Linked DNA regions of Mus musculus: region 2 is linked to region 1. A link is a contact called in public Hi-C data. All regions are on one chromosome and are shown on one strand. Each heading gives the region's core, a stretch centred on a gene start, on an enhancer-like site or on the middle of the called end of the contact. The rest is flanking DNA. Distances are from core to core; before and after follow the strand shown.

The links. Hi-C and Micro-C count contacts between places; a contact is called where the count stands out from the background.
Region 2: a contact with region 1 is called in a Hi-C map of natural killer cells, with 8 times the contacts expected there. The contact joins the promoter of Mtres1 here to the promoter of Cdc40 in region 1. A contact is called at or near these places in 1 of 484 Hi-C or Micro-C datasets (natural killer cells) and 1 of 9 other capture datasets (liver).

The regions. Positions count from the first base shown.
Region 1 is chr10:40,881,820-40,884,519 of GRCm38.p6, reverse strand. Cdc40 (cell division cycle 40) reads left to right here and starts at 1,377. Exons shown (of 15, transcript NM_027879.2): 1 at 1,377-1,633. The coding sequence starts at 1,445. It overlaps Wasf1 (WAS protein family, member 1), which reads right to left and starts at 693. Exons shown (of 9, transcript NM_001379453.1): 1 at 450-693.
Region 2 is chr10:43,539,584-43,542,283 of GRCm38.p6, reverse strand. It overlaps Mtres1 (mitochondrial transcription rescue factor 1), which reads left to right and starts at 1,266. Exons shown (of 4, transcript NM_026411.2): 1 at 1,266-1,344.

The DNA.
Region 1 (2,700 bases), core at 128-2,627:
GCTTTACCATGGTCGTGCAGAGAGCCGCGGCGCAAAGACCCGCGGCCAGGGCTCGCTTTTCAGAACCGCTGGCACGCCGGGCGAGCCGAGGGCTCCGCGACTGGCTGCAGCCTTCGCCGGCGCCGATGCACAAGGGCGGAGCGGCGGGATCGGAGCCCCGAACCCCGCGCCGCAGGTGAGAGCCGCAGATGCTGCACCCAGAGCAGCCTCGGGCCAGTCCCCGCGCCCGAGATCCCACGCCTCGTCCTCCACGCGCAGCCCGGGCTGCTGGGCGGCGGGCGCGGGGGAGCCCGGGATGGGGGCGGGGGCGGCGCGCCCATCCATCGCCGCCGCTGCAGACCCCGGCTCATCCACACGCCCCTCTCGGCTCGGGTCGGTGGAGAACAGTTCCCTCGTCAGGACCCCGGGAAGAAAAAAAAGGGACAAAATCCTGAGAGACTCGTGCTCACCGCGAAACCGTGGGGGGCTCGCGCCGTACCCCTTCTACATGCTTCGGCGGCTGCCGCCGGTCCGGCTCCGCACTGGGGCGCCACCAGGAGCCCCTCGGGAGCGTCGGGCTGCGGGATGGAAGCCGCGCCGGGCACTGGCTGAGGCGCCGGGCCGCCGGGAATGCCGCCGGGGGCGCCCACTGCTCGCCCGAGCCGCGGTGCGCTCGACGCGCGAGCGAACAACACCGCGAGCAGCCGCTGCCCTGCGCCGCCCCCTCCCCGCGCGACGCTCCACAACCGGGCGCGGGGACCCGCGCCTGCAGCAGGGGGAGCCGCGGGGCGCTCTCCGCCTGGCCTCACGACCTTTCCCCGGAGCTGCACCGGACGGGTCCCAGGTCTCTGAACTTAGGATTCGCACTCTCCCCTCGAACCCTGCAGGGCGTACGGCGGCATGGTGGGAGAATGAGCATCCACCCACTTACCCGTCCGTGGGCAAGAGGACGGCGCTTCCCCCTGTCCTGAGGCTCTGTGGTATTGCCCGATCCGCACTTTGGGGGAGGGGGCCGGAGAGAACGGTGCTGGGCTCGGGAATGAGGGAAGATGACATCCAATTGAATGAAGCATCCTCTTGGGGGCGGGGTCGAAGGCAGGCCCCCTCTGCCGGGCTCCACCTCCTCGCTCCAAACTACATTTCCCATGGTGCCGCGAGCTCCTCGCCGCACTGTACGCCGGGAGTGAAGGTCCTCGAGGCTTCAAACACATCTCAGGACTGGGTCTTTAATCAACGAGGTCCTGAAAGTTACAAATAGTTGTAATCCCTTGTGCTTCTTTAGATAAATGTTTGTGAATCTCAAGTTTTGATACAGTTATCTCAATAATAAAGTTTTTTTCGAGAAGTTATAAATGATTTTTTTTAAAGGAGGTAAATATCGAGTTCCATGACAATCTGACAGGACCTGGGAGACGCTGCTTCTTCCGCCTTGGCCTGGCCTTAGCAGAGAGTATCTGTTGCAGTCATGTCGGCTGCGATTGCAGCTCTAGCTGCTTCGTATGGCTCGGGCTCGGGGTCCGAATCGGATTCGGACAGTGAGGGCAGTCGGTGTCCGCTGCCAGCCGCGGACTCTCTCATGCACTTGACCAAATCGCCTTCAGCCAAGCTCTCTCTGACCGTGGCGGTGGACTCGGCTCCGGAGGTGGCAGTTAAGGTAAGTGTTTTGGACACTAATAAGCTCAGGAACTGCTTTCAGCTCGTCTCGGGTTAGAGGCTGGTCTACCTTGGCGCTGAGAAGTATGTAACTAGCGTTTACATCTCTTCCCACATCCTCCTTGACGATTAGAAGTACGGAGCAGCTCTCCACTAACCCCTGTCCTTCCTATCTCCGTCGGATAAAATTAGTTCAGGAGAGGAGGAAAGTTTGAATTTGTAGACTAAGATGTAGCCTTATTAGATCAGTTATAAGTTCAGAGCATAGATAATATTGGATCAAGACTTTCAAACTAGAATTTGTACCCTCACTAGAAGTGAGCCACGGCCAGGCACTGTTTTGTTTTTGAGGAACTCGGCACGAATCCTGGCTTCACTACTTTCAAATTACACAACGTTCTTTTGTACAGTTGTGCAATGAAGATAGCTGTATAAAAACATATTTATCGGGGGGTTATTGTAAAGATTGAGTGAAATTATATGGTAAAGATTATAGCACAGAGCCGAATATCTATCTAGTGGAAAGCGATACATGTTAGCTATTGTGATTCTTTGTGTTAATACAATGAATGGGAAAAGGACATAAAGTTTAGGAAGTAGCATGCACGAACCCAACCGAGGAAGTTGATAAAGGGGGAAACCCAGTTCTATAGTTCTATAATATAGTTCTCTATGGAGCATGTATTGTTTCCCAGTAACAACAGGATTAAAGCCACAAGGGTCAACCAACCAGAACATCTTTGCTATCATAGTTCATACTGGAATCATTCTCGTGGGTGAAACAACCAATTAAATGTGGACAAATAAAGTAGTTACAGATTGAATTGAACACTGGGTGTCCGGGGGTGGGGGGTGGGGTGGGGATGGGATGGGGTAATAACCACAACAAAGAATAAGGTAGAAGTGTGATTTTTTTTTTGTGTGTGTAGATTGCTCAGACAAATCCTTTCTTAAAAAAATAAAAATAAAAAAATAAAAAGTTGCCAGGCAGTGGTGGCACATGCCTTAATCCCAGCACTTGGGAGGCAGAGGCAGGCAGATTTCTGAGTTCGAGGCCAGCCTGGTACA
Region 2 (2,700 bases), core at 17-2,516, 2.7 Mb before region 1:
TCATTTCAGCATTTGAAACAATTTGTAGTTGTGCATTCCTCTTATACAAACACAATCAAGAAACTATTGTGCCAACTTAGGAGAAAGGAGCATCAATGAAAAGGCGGGGAACAGAGCTCACAGACTTGGAAGGGAAACGTCTGAAAAAGAAGAAAATCAGGAAGGCTACTTCTCGTTTAATACAGCATATATCCCAACAAACGTTAACGCAAACATATCTAAACCTGGGCTCCAGAGGGAAGGGCACTGGCTGCTCTTCCAGATGAGCCAGATTCCATTCCCAGCATCTGCATGGTGGTTAGCAACCATCTGTAACTCCAGTCCCAGGAGATGCAATGCCCTCTTCTGGCCTCCTTCAGCATAGAGGCACATGGTACATGCAGGCAAAGACACTCATACACGTAAAAGTATTTACGTTTTAAAAACAAACAAACAAAACAAAACAAAACAAAAAAACAACTTTTGTGAAACTGACTGTACTCTAGTGTCTGGGCTATATTCCATCTGACTCCCAAGGTTTGTTTTCACTGGTTCCACTAAACCGTGTTTTCCTAGACTCTAACCCCTGTCCAATCACTTCTGGCATGGCAAGAAAACTGAACGAAAACGGTGTGACTTAGTTTTTTTTGGGGGGTGGGGGGTCAGGGGTTGATATATTGAGACAGGGTTTCATGTAACCCAAGCTGGTCTCAAGCTTGTTATGTAGCCAAAGACAGGTCAAGTGACTTACTTGATCTTTCTGCCTCCACTCCCCCAATGATAGGATCACACCCAATGTGAGGTATTTTATTTATTCCCATTTATATTTATTTCTTTGTAGCTCAGCCTGGCCTCGAACTTCCTAGTCATGTACCCAAGGAAAACCTTGAACCCCCATTCTTCCTACCTCGGTCTCTCCAGTGTTGGGATTACAGCGATACACCTACACACGGACGGGTTAGAAGTAAACTCTTATATTCTGTGATGTTAAGACAGTTTTCTGGAGACAACATCTATAACTCACTAAGAAGTTCAGGGCTTTGGCTATTCGAGAGAAAGAACTTTTGCTTCCAAACCAAATTCTTCTGGAACTGGCTGCCAAGCTCAGCGGGCCTGGGATGGGCCTCCCACGTCCCCTCTCCCCCCCCCCCCCCCCCCCACCTCACTTCCCCACACCCCGACCTCAACAGCGTGGTCCTCCAAGGCGCCGCGTCCAGCAGGGGACGCTGTGAGGCCACCACCGTGCTCAGATGCGCCTAGGGGTCCACTCTCTGCGTAGGCTGGGGCGGAAGAGGCGGGGCAGGTGCGGAGGTGGCTCCCGCCTGCGGTCGGCGCGGTCCGGGGAGGGACCAGCGGACTGCGCAGGTGAGTGCGCCCCTACTGGCCCGCCGGCTCAGCCCCTCGCCGGGCGCTTCGCCCTCGGCTGGCTTCTGCCCTGCGGCGCTCCGGCCGTGTCTGCGAACCCTTCCCGTTCCGCAGAGTTGGGGTTGCCTAGGGACGCCTCTCGAACCCCGGGACCGTGGGAATTAAGCTGGCCCAGGCTGTGCGTCCCCGGACTTGGGTGCAGCAAGCTGCAGACACACTGACTCGGGGCTGGGCGGCGTGGGAGTGTCCAGTTTCCTTTGACCTTGGGGGACCTGGGGAAGGTTCGGGATGGGAGGGCTCCAGGGGAACTCGATCTTGTGTAGAAGTCCGCTTCCGACGTCCGCAGAAGGGAAGGGTTTCGTAGCTGTAGACCCAACCAACTGGAGGCCAGGCCCGGGTCTTACAGAGCGGTGACACGCTAAGGAACGTGGATCCACTCCCAGCGTAGTGCAGGTCAAGGACAGCTTTGCCTGTGTATCCTAAACACTGCTCTTCTGCCAGTCTTAGCCTTCGTTATAGAGTCTATAGCTTTATAGAAATCTCACCCGAAACGAACCTTACGGGCTTTCTTTCCTAGTCATCTCTAATGCAAACTGCCGTCAAGGAGATTTTTTCATATGGACTCCTGCCGGGTTACTTTCCTACTAAAACTCTCTGTATCTCTCGTGCCGTCTGGGTGACCTCCAGACTTAGGTCTATAAGACTTTTTTAAGGCGGCCTCGTTGTGACTGGCTTCTTACTTTTATAGTGAACGATGTCCTTGAACACGTGAGCTCCTGCCTCTTTCCCAGATGCTTGAATTATAGGCTTGCAACAGCGTTCCTAGCTTCTGCAAGTTTTTAATTACCAGGCACTATTTCTGTGCACGTGAGATAAATAAAACAGGGATGAAGAAGAAGTCTAGTCTTGTGGAGTGTATGCACATGCAGACAGCATCTGGTAAATTACACAGCAGCCTGTGATTAGCTCTGGGGGTGGGGTAAGTGTGGTAAAGGGGACCGATTGGCAAGGTGGAGTTGCGTTGGAATAGTTGGAATGGAATGGGTAGGCCCCGCTGAGGGGATGTGTTTGAGTCTAGACTTGAAGGTGAGTTTCCTTGCAGATACCTAAGTGAGAGTGTTCTAGGCCTGTCTGGAACAAAGGTCCCTAGTTTGTCCAGAATGTGTCCCCCTAGTTTCATGTGTTAGGAATTTGGTGCAGTACCTTTAGGAAGAGCAGGGCCATGAAGGTTCTTTCTGAAGAATGGACAGTCGGTATTAGTGGGTATTAAGGGAGTACGTGGCTTTGTTATGAAAACAAGCTCTCTCTGGCATGCTTACACCATCCTTATCTTCCACCTTGTGATGCAGCAAGAAG